2 separate regions of the Sus scrofa genome follow, and region 2 is linked to region 1. Evidence: chromatin contacts called from public Hi-C data. All regions are on one chromosome and are shown on one strand. Each heading gives the region's core, a stretch centred on a gene start, on an enhancer-like site or on the middle of the called end of the contact. The rest is flanking DNA. Distances are from core to core; before and after follow the strand shown. Region 1 holds the start of TBX3 (T-box transcription factor TBX3). Region 2 holds the start of TBX5 (T-box transcription factor TBX5).

Region 1 (5,597 bases), core at 1,095-3,594:
CCTTGTGCGCTGGAGTGGGAGTGGGGTCAGGAGTGGCAACGGGGGTGACCCCAGGGTTAAGTTAGAGCTACGGGCAAAAAATCGGCACGTGAGGGAAGAGGCCGAGGGGCAGCAGAACTCAGTCTTGGTCCACCCCCACCGTTGAGGCCAAAGGCAAGTGGAGATATTTACTAGTTAAATCAGCACGCTCCTCTCCCACGTTCAAAACCGAAGTAAGCCAGAATGCAAAGGACCGAGTAAAATGTCTGTCTCCTGGGCATCTGGATGCTTGCAGCGCCAAGTGGGTGAGAGGGCTGGGGGGGGGGGGTCAGTCATTTCGTGGTTGCAGAATTAGTCTCCTTTTACTGGGAGCGGGGGAGCAGAGGTTGGCCGAGAAGTGCAGGCAAAACCGGACCGGGGTTTGTGGGCCACTCCAGAAAGCGGAGCTCTTCAGCCCCAGGCTCAGGCAGCCAGCACTGTGGGGGAGGGGGCGGGTTTCAGCCTCGGGAGACTGGTGAAACCCTGCGGTGACCTCGGTGGTCGGTGTAAGGAGTGGGAAGGCCTGGTTTCTCGCACCCTTGGGGATCAGGGCCGCCTGGGAGGAGAGAGGGGGCGTTGTGAGCCGACACCCCGGCCCTCATACTCCACCACCGCAGAGAAAGGCCAAGAGGACGCCAGGGAAAGACAGACCGAAAGGGAAAGAAAGGGGCGAGATGGCGAGCCAGACGGAGTTCGCAGAACCACTCTATTCTCTCTGGTGACTTCAGGGAATTCTTAGCGCTGGCGCCAAGCGCTCTTAACCATGTGCGTCAAAAATGCGAGGCTGGAAAATCCTGTCGCCTCAAAAGTTCCACCCCTATCTGGCGCGGGTGACCCATAATGGAACTGCATTTTCACCCTCCACTTGCTCCCACTTCGGAGTATGGGAGCTGGGGGCTTAGGGGCTACACCAGGCAAAATGTAAGAGAGGAATGCGCTGGTTTTCCACACACAGAGACACACATGCATCCCAAGCCTGGGGTTTCTTAACCCCCTAGGCCCCGCAATCAGCCCTTTCTTCCTTCCCTTTCCATTCGGGGAAGCTCCCTACTCAGGAGGGGTAAGAGTACTGTCTCCAAGACTTCCCTCCATCTAAGCAGGGGCGGCCCAAGTCTTTGCCTCCCAGAAGTGAGAAATGTTGGTTTGGGGAATCCTCTGACCTGGTCAGGGACCTGAGGTAACAGTTACCAATTCCACGACGGGTCTGATAGGTAAAATCCAGTTGCCTCCCTCCCCTTCACCCTTGCTGAGGTTCCCCCCCCACCACCCTACCTGAACTGGAACCAGTCACCTCGCCTCTGGGGTGGGGCGTTTCACGGTTTGTTTTACAAATTCAGCCCCCGACTTCTGGCGAGATAAGTCCCCAGGGTGGAGAAAGAACTGAGGCACCGAGAGATAAGTGTGATGCCTGGAGAAGATACGGGGCTGGCGCACCTCCCCCGACCAACTCGCCCACCCCTTTCCAGCACCTCTGCACCGAGCCGGGCCGCCGCCGAGGGGGAGGTCAGCGGCCGGTCGGGGACAGGCCCAGAATCTAGCCCCTCTCTGCGCTCACTTTGTTCGGATCTCCCCTCTACACTCACACACATATTCAGGTGGAATACCGGGAGCCTGAATCCAAATGGAGGACGAGATCTAAAAGGGCTGGTAAACGCACTTCAAAACAGCCGGAGTCCATCTCCTAGAGTGAGCTGGGCGCAGTCCCGCGCAAGCTGTGTACGTGTTTGCGTGTACATGGTTTTCGCGGCTGGCTGGGTCCCATTAAGCTGGCCAGTGTTTGCCTACAGATGTGTTGAGGGCGTTTGGGTCTCCGCGCACAGTCTTGGGTGGGGCACGGTGGGGAGGGAGCCCTCACTCGCGTGGGCTAAGATCTGGCCGCACCCCGTGTGTTCGGGAGCCCGCGAGCCCTGCTGCCGGGGAGACCGGCACCGAGAGTCACCCGAGCTCGGGAGCCCTTTAGCGGCGGCCGGGCGGAGCTTGGCTCCACGTGGGGCTGGAGAGCGCGCAAGCCTGGAGACTCGGCGGCGCTTGCCTCTCCGCGGCTGCCGGCTTTTGTTGAGCCTGGCGGCTGGATGGCAGCTCGCGGGAGCTTCAGCCTTACGCTCGGCTCGCCCGAGGCCGAGTTAACAGGGGGAGAGGGAGAGAGAAACAGCTGGGGCGGCCCGAGAGGCGAGCCTAGCGCGCGAGAGGGGAGCGCCCCGGCCAGGAGCCCGGCGCGCTCTCCGCCTTCCTGGCCAGGCTCTCTCGCTCCCGCCTCCCTCCCCCGTCCTCCCTGGCCCTGCCTCCTCCCTCGAATGAGGGCTGGATGACTGAGGCATTTCAGACGTGGGCTGAGCCAGAGCTCGCTCGCTCTGGGGTTGCGGCGATCTCTCGATAAGCCACCTAGAGGCGACTCTGTGCGGCGCTCCCCAGTGGCTCCCCGCCCTCCCTCTGATCATGTTGACATATTCACAGGACAGGCAGTAGTACCGGTGCGGCGCTGCGACGTTACAGTTTCCGACACCTTCTTTTTATAACTCGGCTCTATCCCCCAGCACTCGACCTGTGAAAACCACGCCTATGCAGCAACACAATTGGTCCGAAAGCGTCAAAGAGCCAATCAAGAGGCCTCCGGCTCCCCGCAGCCCACGGCAGAGCCCGACCTTCTAGAGCCGCCGAGCAGACGCCCGGGGAATTCTAGAGGCAGAGGAGGGTGGCGAGGAGCTCTCGCTGGCTTTCTCTCGCTCCCTCCCTCTCCTCGCGCTCCCTCTCCCACTTGGTCTCTCTTTTTCTCTCACCCTCCCTCTCTCCCTTCTTTTCATTCTCCTCCTCCCCCCCCTAAATCCTCCCTGCCCTGCGCGTCTGGACGCAGATTTAGGAAGCGAATTCGCTCACGTTTTAGGACAAGGAAGACAGGCGCGGGAGAAGAGCACAGCAAGATTCGGATTGAAACCCAGACACCCTCCGGAGGTTCGGAGCGGAGGAAGGAGGAGGAGGGCGAGCGGAAGCCAGTTTGCAGTTCAAGTTTTGATAGCGCTGGCTGAAGAGGGCTTCAATCAGATTTTTTTTTTTTTTTTTTTTTTTTTTTAAAGAAGAGAGACTTTCCACTCTCGCTCGCTGGTCAAGCTGGTCTAGCGCAGTTGCAGACGCCTCCTGCGAGCCGAAGGGAGAGGCAGAGATAGGGGGGCGGGGGAAGAAGAAGGAGAAGAAGAGGTAAAAAGTCTCCTAGGAGAATTGTTCGCATTTGCAACAAAGAACTGGGGGCTGGGGAGCGACTGCTGGGACCAAGGGCTGGAGTGTCTATTTCGAGCCAAGCGGCAGGGCTCCGGCGCAAGTCCAGAGCCTGCTCGCTCCCTCGCCTCTGAAACCGACTTCCAGGAGCGGCTTTTTGAAAACGCGAGACACAAGGACAGTCACCACGCGACTATGTCTCCTGATTTCTAGCTTTCCCCACTTTAAAAGAGACATTCCCTTCCCCAAAAGAACCCCCCTTGAGGTGCCTTATTTGTGATTCTCCCCCTTTTTTTTCGCGTTTTTTTTTTCTTCCAAACTATGTGCTGCTGTTAAACAAAAACAAAACAAAACAGCAGCTGCGGACTTGTCCCCGGCTGGAGCCCAGCGCCCCGCCTGGAGTGGATGAGCCTCTCCATGAGAGATCCGGTCATTCCTGGGACAAGCATGGCCTACCATCCGTTCCTACCTCACCGGGCGCCGGACTTCGCCATGAGCGCGGTGCTGGGTCACCAGCCGCCCTTCTTCCCCGCGCTGACGCTGCCTCCCAACGGCGCGGCGGCGCTCTCGCTGCCCGGCGCCCTGGCCAAGCCGATCATGGATCAATTGGTGGGGGCGGCCGAGACCGGCATCCCTTTCTCCTCCTTGGGGCCCCAGACACATCTGAGGCCTCTGAAGACCATGGAGCCTGAAGAAGAAGTGGAGGATGACCCCAAGGTGCACCTCGAGGCCAAAGAACTTTGGGATCAGTTCCACAAGCGGGGCACTGAGATGGTCATTACCAAGTCGGGAAGGTAAGCCAGCATCGGGCCCCCTCCCCCAAGCTACCGAAGGTTTCTTTCCTGGTTTTATCTCTCTCCTTCCAGAAGAGTCGGTTTGCCAGTTATTTCTGCTTAGGGAAAAACTTGGTTCCCCCGGAACTGTGTACTGAGTTTTCCCGGCCCTGCCCCTGTGGCAGGAAATTTCACCTTACCTGGGCGTCTGCAGCCAGCAGGCAGTTTTCCCTCCCTGGGTCTGCATCCTGGGATCCCTACAGGATAGATAGAATTTTTTCTATGGTGCACAGACATCTCTGCAGGAAGAAGAAAAAAGCACCCCATTGCAGGAAGTTCACTGATCAAACCTTTCTGGAACAACCTTCTTTGTAGATGTTGTATTTTTGTCTGTTTCATTTGGGTCTCTGAGAGAAACACTTAACAGCCCTTTTGGTTTGCGTGGTAGTGGGAGGCCTGGCAGGAGCGGCCCTTGCCCTTTCTGCCCTCCAGCTTAGCTTCTGGGTCTGGAGGGGGCCTGAGCCTACCCCTGCCAGCGTTAGAGTGGAATACAGGGGTATTTGGGGTTTGTCCTCACTGCTCCATGTGTCTGTAATCCAAGAGAGAGTTCAGCAGGCAATTTTGGATAATTAAGATTATGTTTGCAGACCCAGGAAGCCAGTGGAGAGACGCAGACTGCTGGTTTATGTGTGAATATTATCAACCATATTTTACCTAACATTTAGAAGGCCTTGCCTGACCAAAGCTTGCCTGTCATTTAAAATTACTGATTTTTTTTTAAAGACATTGAAGTCTATCAAGGCATGCAGTTGAAGGAATAACAAGAAAATCCCTCTCTTGATGCCTGTAGCTTTCTGTGTCATTCTGAGCTGTAAGAGGCCAAAGTTTGGCATAAAATCCTCCAGCCCAGAAGACATTCAGTCTGTTTCACAGCGACGCGCTCTCTGCTCCCTTTTAAGTCAAAAGTACAGAATGCCAATGCTTCTGGGAAATAAAAAAGCAATTTGGTGGTAGAGTCAGGCACTTTTGGACTGGCCCAAGCAGTTGGGGGTGTGTGTGTGGGGGAAATGTGGTTAGCGGCTGCTAGGCAGGCTGGCGATCAGGCCTGGGAGTCTACCCCAACCTTCAGAATTCGTTTTGAGAACTCACCCAAGTACAGTTTCATTTCGCCAGCAGCGGGATTGCTGTTCCACAGCAGAGAGGGGTGCAACTTGACATTTCTTTGCCTGATACGGTTAACATTTTCTCACCCATGGGTGGTGGAAAACTCTAGCCTTGATTGACTGAACTTGACTCAAATCCTACCCCAAGCGGTTTAGAACTAGACACCCATAGGAAAAGGCAGAGGCAAGAACTCCCCTCTAAGGAGGGTAATCTATAAAGTCATACAAGAGACCAAAAAAAATCATAAAAAATTATTAGATGATGTGGAGATATCCAATGCCACAATTCACTTGTTTTGAATCTTGGGACATTTAAAATAGAGATATTTGAGTGTGTTTCATCCTTCTCTTGTGGAAGGAAACTATTTTGGACCCAGTTGCCCTACTGTGAATGGTACAAGCTCCTTGATTGCAATAGAAAGTTTTAAATTTG
Region 2 (5,597 bases), core at 1,027-3,526, 190 kb after region 1:
AGATCCCAGTCAGGCGGGACACATCGGGAGAGAAACGGAAAGACGGTGGATTGTTAAGTGAGCTTTCTTTGGGGAGGAAAGAAATACGGGGGTTTGGGATGTGACTTTCTTAAAAGTAGAAGGCAAGAGCAAAGGAAAAAGATCAACAGCGGTCGCCCTTGCTTTTATTCTGTTTCGACTTTTCAAAGTAGGAACCTCTGCTGTTCTATCCATTGCAATATTAAAATAAGGGCAGGAATTTTGCAAAATATGGAAAATACATTTCGGAGGAAAACCGTGCTGGGGGGGGGCAGGTCGAGAAAATCCTTCAAAATAAGGAAGGGAGGTTGCGAATCAGAGCCTCTCTTTCAAGTTTATTGTCTAATGGTCGGGAAAAGAACGGAGATTCTCGACTCTAGTTGAGGTCTTAAGTTTATTCTATCCGTGCTGCGGCCTCCGGACCCTCGGGGACAGCGGGTCCGGAAGCTGAGCCTGCGGAATCCTTTGTGAGTCGGTCGGGGTGTATGCGGGGCCCGCGCTGGGGATGCAGGAGAAAGGAACCTAACGGAAAAGAGCTCGCCCCACTCGGAGTTTCGCTTTCCCCTTCCAGTCTCGGCGGGGCCCGGGCCTCCGTTTCAGGCCCACCTCTGCCCAGAGGTCAAATAGGAACCCATCTCCAGGTTTTGGGCGAAGGATTTCAGGTTGCGCTCCTAGGCATGTGGGAACCAACGCTGTACCCAAAGGGCCTTGGACTGGGGAAAAGATACTTATTAATGATTTGGGAAACGAAAGGGAAGCTTGGGAAGGTCACTGAGGCCTGGCCGAGAGGAGGGACGCGGGCTCTGCTTGCTGGAAGCTGCAGAGTCCGCGGCCCGGCTGGCCCGGGCGCCCGTGTCCGGCGCTGGAAACCACTGTCTGGTATCCCCGCGGGCCTGACCTTAGCTCCGGAGGCTGCTTGGTCGATTGCGTTCCTGCACTTTCTGTTGCCGCTCCAGCCCCAGACGGACTGGGCCAGGAGCTAGGCCAAGCTTCGGGAAGCCCTGGGGGCTGGGCAGGCGCGCAACCCGGGGTCGAAGCCCGTAGCAGGGGGCAAGTCCAGATTCCGTTGTCCGGCTCCCTCGGGACCCCTTGGCGAGGAACTTACCCTTCCGGAAGGTCGGGAGCTCGCAGGCTCGGTGCAGAGTAGGCCTAGCTCTCCTCTCGGCGTCGCGGGGGGCGTCTATGCAGTACGTTTCGCAACAGTACTTAGAGCGTTTCCAGCTGCGCGCTAAACCTTGTGCGCATCCGCCGCGGGGCTGCTTAGACGTTATGCCCATAGATGAGACCAGTAACAAGAATAATCGTTATTGCAAAACAAAATAGAGCGCCTCGTCCCTCTGCAGGACCTGGTACTGATTTTTCTCTGCAGAAATTACCCTTCTTCATCCCCACCTCACCACCCACTCGCACCCCGCCCCCGCCAGGCCACGCTGGGACGGGTTGCATCCCCGATCTAGCTAGAGGAGGATTCGCAGAATGGACTTTTTCTTTGCAAGAAACACTGCGCAGGGCTCTCCCTTCTCCCTAAAGTCTCTGTTTCTTCCCCCGCTCCGCGATAACCCAGTGATTACTTCTATGCAAGTCCGCTGGCGGACACTGAGTTATCGCGTCCCAAACTTAACCAGCTAGAGAGGCGCCTCAATTCACGTATGCTGAGTGCTCCTCCTGGGGAAAAAAAAATATATTTTTTAATAATAACACTCTTACCTCCTGCAAGAGACCTCGGCTCCCCTGCCCCACCACCCCAACTTGATTTCTTTCCAATCCCTGGGTTGAGGTGAGCTCCCACCTCCCTTAGCCCAAAGCCCTCCTCCCCCCTCCCTAAGAAAATCGATCTTGGCTCTATTCGTGGCTGAGGTCCGCCACCCCCATTTCCCCAGAGAGCGTTAGATTTGTTTATTTCTTTATTTATTCCCGGGGCCCAGGCGTCTGGGACTTGTGGCTGTGCAGACCCAGCCCGGAGTGATAGGCGAAGACGGAGAGAAATCAACCTCCCGCCGCTGCCCCCCAGTTGAGCGTGACAGCTCGCGGTTCGGTTGCGTGACTCGTGACGTCTCCAAGTCCTATAGGTGCAGCGGCTGGTGAGATAGCCCGTATCGCCTGGTTGCCTCTTTATTTTATTGGGGTATGCCTGGTAATAAACAGTAATATTAATTTGTCGAAGACCACAAACCAACTGTGAGCTGGGAGGTACATACTACTCTTGACAGACGCTGGAAGAAGGCTTGCTCTAAGAGGGGGTCTCTTTTGGGGGGTCCTTTCTAAACTCTTCACCTGAACAACCCCTTACTAGCCAGGCGTCACTCACCGGCTTCCACGCTGGAAAGAAGAGGTGGGATTTTTGGAGGTGAGTGTCGCCCTGGAGAATTCTGGGGATGAGGGGTAAAGGATTCTCTTAGGACTTGCCTGCCCACTGCCTCCTCGCTTTCCGTCTCAACTCAGCCCTGCTGGATCCCCCCCTCCCCCGCCCCTTGCTACTTTTCTCTGTGAAATAATGCACTCTCTTGCTTGCATTTTGCCTTCCAGTGTCACCTGGCAAGAGGAGATTCCCCCTTGAGGTTTCAAAATCCCTGGTTCGCTTGGTGGCCCGCAGTATCTGCACTTCACGAGCTAAGCGAATCTGGCCAGGCAGTTACTTGGGGGAGTAGAGATTCTCCCTCTCCAGAGGGGCCTGCAGATTATTTATGGGAATTTATTTTATCCGCAAATCTCTGAGAATTTAAAGGGATTGGAGAGCGCTTTCTGGATTTCCCCTTCCTTTTGCCCGAGATGCAGCCTCATCCTGAAGCCATGTTTGTTTTCTGTCTTTGGCCGGGGGTCGCCCCTTGAGCGAGCCCAAAGTCCTCGGAGCTGACATTTTGGAAGGGTGAGGGTGTTTTCACAAATAAATAAACTGTCTTGGCAAAAGGCTGTTTGAAAGCAAACCTGGAAGGTGGAGTGAGAACTGCAGCAAATGCTCCAGCTGGTTTTCTCCCTGGTTGTCCCACTTTTAGGGTTGGACGATCCACTCTAGAATTTTGCAGCGATGTGTCAGGCCTGCCTTGGGATTTTAGTTCCAAGGGCCTGAGAGGATTACACCGAGGCGGCCTCAGATCTCCAGGGCAGTTCTCTTCCTTCTGTTCCTCTCCCCAGACCTTGGCTTGCAGGCCTGAATCTCTAGGCAGAGCCCCAGAAAAGAACCGGGTGAAGGAGACGTGGGTGAGAAACAGAACAGGAACCCTGACATTTGTTCCAAGCACTAATTCTTGGTTTTCCAAACTGGGTCTGCTCAGGCTAAGACCTACTGACTGTGTTTACGCTTCTATTGACCTCTTCAACTCGACCCTCAAAATAATACATTTCAGAGAGGAGGAGGGAGGGAGTGGAGATGAAAACCTGAGCCAGCCCCCATTGACTGTTTGATTATTTTAATAATACTGGGCACTGCCTTGTGTACACCTCCAGCCAGGGAGGTCTGGTGGCCCTGGGAGGGTGGGGGTGGGAGCGCAGGGCGATTTCTTGGCATCTTTGATCTCGGCTCCCATCCCAAGGCACCTTCACCCTGCCTTCACCCTGGAGTCACCGAGAGTCAGGGTGATGAGTGGGGAGGGGGGGTGATGTCAGGGCAGCTAGCAGCAGCAGGCTGGGCCAGGCGGGGTCAGGCAGCTCTCCGTCTTGAGGTCAGCGGTGGAGGGAGAACGCTGGCAAGGCTGCAGAGGAGGCTGCTGGTGGCGTGTGTGCGTGCACTCCTAGTGCGTTCAGGCTCCGTTCTCTGCACGGCCCGTGTCACCGTGATTACTTCCCGGGCAGAAGCCGACCGGGGTTTGCTATGATTTGTGCGGGATTTTTTGCAGCCACCGAGCCTCGCTCCGAGAAGCAGAGATGGATGGAGGTTGGGAAGGGGGTGGAGAGGAGGGGGTGATCTCGAGGTCTGGGTTTGAGAGTCCTGTGGTGATTTGAGTGTTCGGGAAATCTAATGGAAAAGGTGGTTGGGGGAGGGAGTGGGAAGGGACTGGGAGGAGGGAGGGAGAGAGAGAGGGGGAGAGAGAGAGGGAGGGAGAGGGAGAGGGAGGCAGGGAATGTGCAGTGGGAGCTAGCTGGATAGGCATTTTCAGTACTTTGTAAGCATCAAGGCAGCCCAGCGTCACTGACCTCAGCTGAGTTGGCTTGTATTTCTGAGAGAGAGAGAGAGAGAGAGAGAGAGAGAGAGACCGACTTACCTCGGATTCCGGAACTCTAACCCCGAAAGCTGCGCTCAGAAAGGACTTCCACCATTCTCAGGGCTCTCTCTTCTCTCCCTCCCTGGGGTGCAAGGGAGAAGCTGGGCACTGAGATCATACTGCTGGGGGTGCTCACAGAGGCTGCTGTTTTGCGTTTTTCGGAGCCCTTCTGGCGCCTGACAACTTGAAGTCTAGAGAGAGAGCGGGCGCAAAGCGGAGGAGGTGTGTGGCGGCTGTGGGTAGTCGCTACCAAGGCTCCCCCGGTGGGTGCTCCTTTGTAGGCAGCGCTAGCCGCCGGTCTGGGGAAGCAGCCCCCCGAGTAAACCCCCGGAGCCACCATGCCCGCGCCCCCGCCTCGCCGCCGGCTTCCCTGCTAGGAGCAAGAAGGCGTGCGGTGAATGCACCAGCTTCGCCGCCGAGCGAGGTAACTGTTCCGTAGATGGCCCGGGAGGCTCGGGAGGGAGCCGGCTGGCCGAGTCGGCCCGGGGAGGCGCGGAAGGCTGCACTCCAGCCTTGTCCGGGATTCTCCAAGGCTCGACTCGCGGAGATTTTGCGCGGCCCGGGGCTGCCCGGCGCGGGGAGCCGAGGAGGCGGCCCGCGCCCGCGGGAGCCGGCGCGGAGGTTTGCAGGACGCGCGGCCTGGTTCTGTCAAACCGCATCTCGTTCGGCTCCCTCCAGCCCCGAGCTCTCGGGACCCGGCTCGGGGTGGGATTGTCCCCTCGGCCGGCGGTGAATGGGAGCGCACGTGGGGGACGCCAGCCCCGCTTTCTTTTGTTGTGAGCAGGCTTCGGGGCTCCTGTTGCCGCCTCCCCCGAACCCCAAGGGCGTGGTGAAGGAGGCCTCGGACCCCATTTCTGGGTCTTCAGCCGCTGCAGACCAGGGTGGGAACCAGCCTTTTGGTGTAGCAGCTGCTAAGATGCTGGGGGGGGGGTGGTGGCATTTCTTGTGCCTCCTTCCCAGTCTTTCCGGGTTTGGAGAGAGGAAATCCTTACTTGTGAACGTAGAGGAGATCAGAGCAGAAGGCAAGCTCCTCCGGGGTTGAAGCGTGCTGCAACTGTTATTTCCAGTGTTCCAACCTCACATGTCCATAAACCCGGGCCATTGCACGCGTTGTGTTGGACCCCCGTGGACTTCAGTGGCCGGTTCCACACCAGAAGCCCAGGATTTACCTGGGAATCACTCTGTGGCCACTAACCTAGAGTTTGGGCCTGTAGTTCCACCGAGCCAGGCCTGGCTGAAGCTCGCAGAATCTCCCCTTGGTGAGGCCGCTCAACAAAACCCCCCTCTGTAGCTAGAGAGCAGAGAAAAAAGGAGAATGCACCCCAGGCCAGAGGCTGAATGCTGGCCTCAGGCACCCAGCACCTCGCCTCCCTCCCAGCT

The links. Hi-C and Micro-C count contacts between places; a contact is called where the count stands out from the background.
Region 2: a Hi-C map of epiblast stem cells shows a contact between it and region 1, with 6 times the contacts expected there. The contact joins the promoter of TBX5 here to the promoter of TBX3 in region 1. A contact is called at or near these places in 2 of 47 Hi-C or Micro-C datasets (embryonic fibroblasts and epiblast stem cells).

What each region holds. Positions count from the first base shown.
Region 1 is chr14:37,580,360-37,585,956 of Sscrofa11.1, forward strand. TBX3 (T-box transcription factor TBX3) reads left to right here and starts at 2,345. Exons shown (of 7, transcript XM_001927997.5): 1 at 2,345-4,022. The coding sequence starts at 3,634.
Region 2 is chr14:37,769,929-37,775,525 of Sscrofa11.1, forward strand. TBX5 (T-box transcription factor TBX5) reads left to right here and starts at 2,277. Exons shown (of 9, transcript XM_013982915.2): 1 at 2,277-2,365. It overlaps LOC106505937 (a long non-coding RNA gene), which reads right to left and starts at 4,505. Exons shown (of 3, transcript XR_002338464.1): 1 at 4,218-4,505; 2 at 2,944-3,174; 3 at 1-2,149.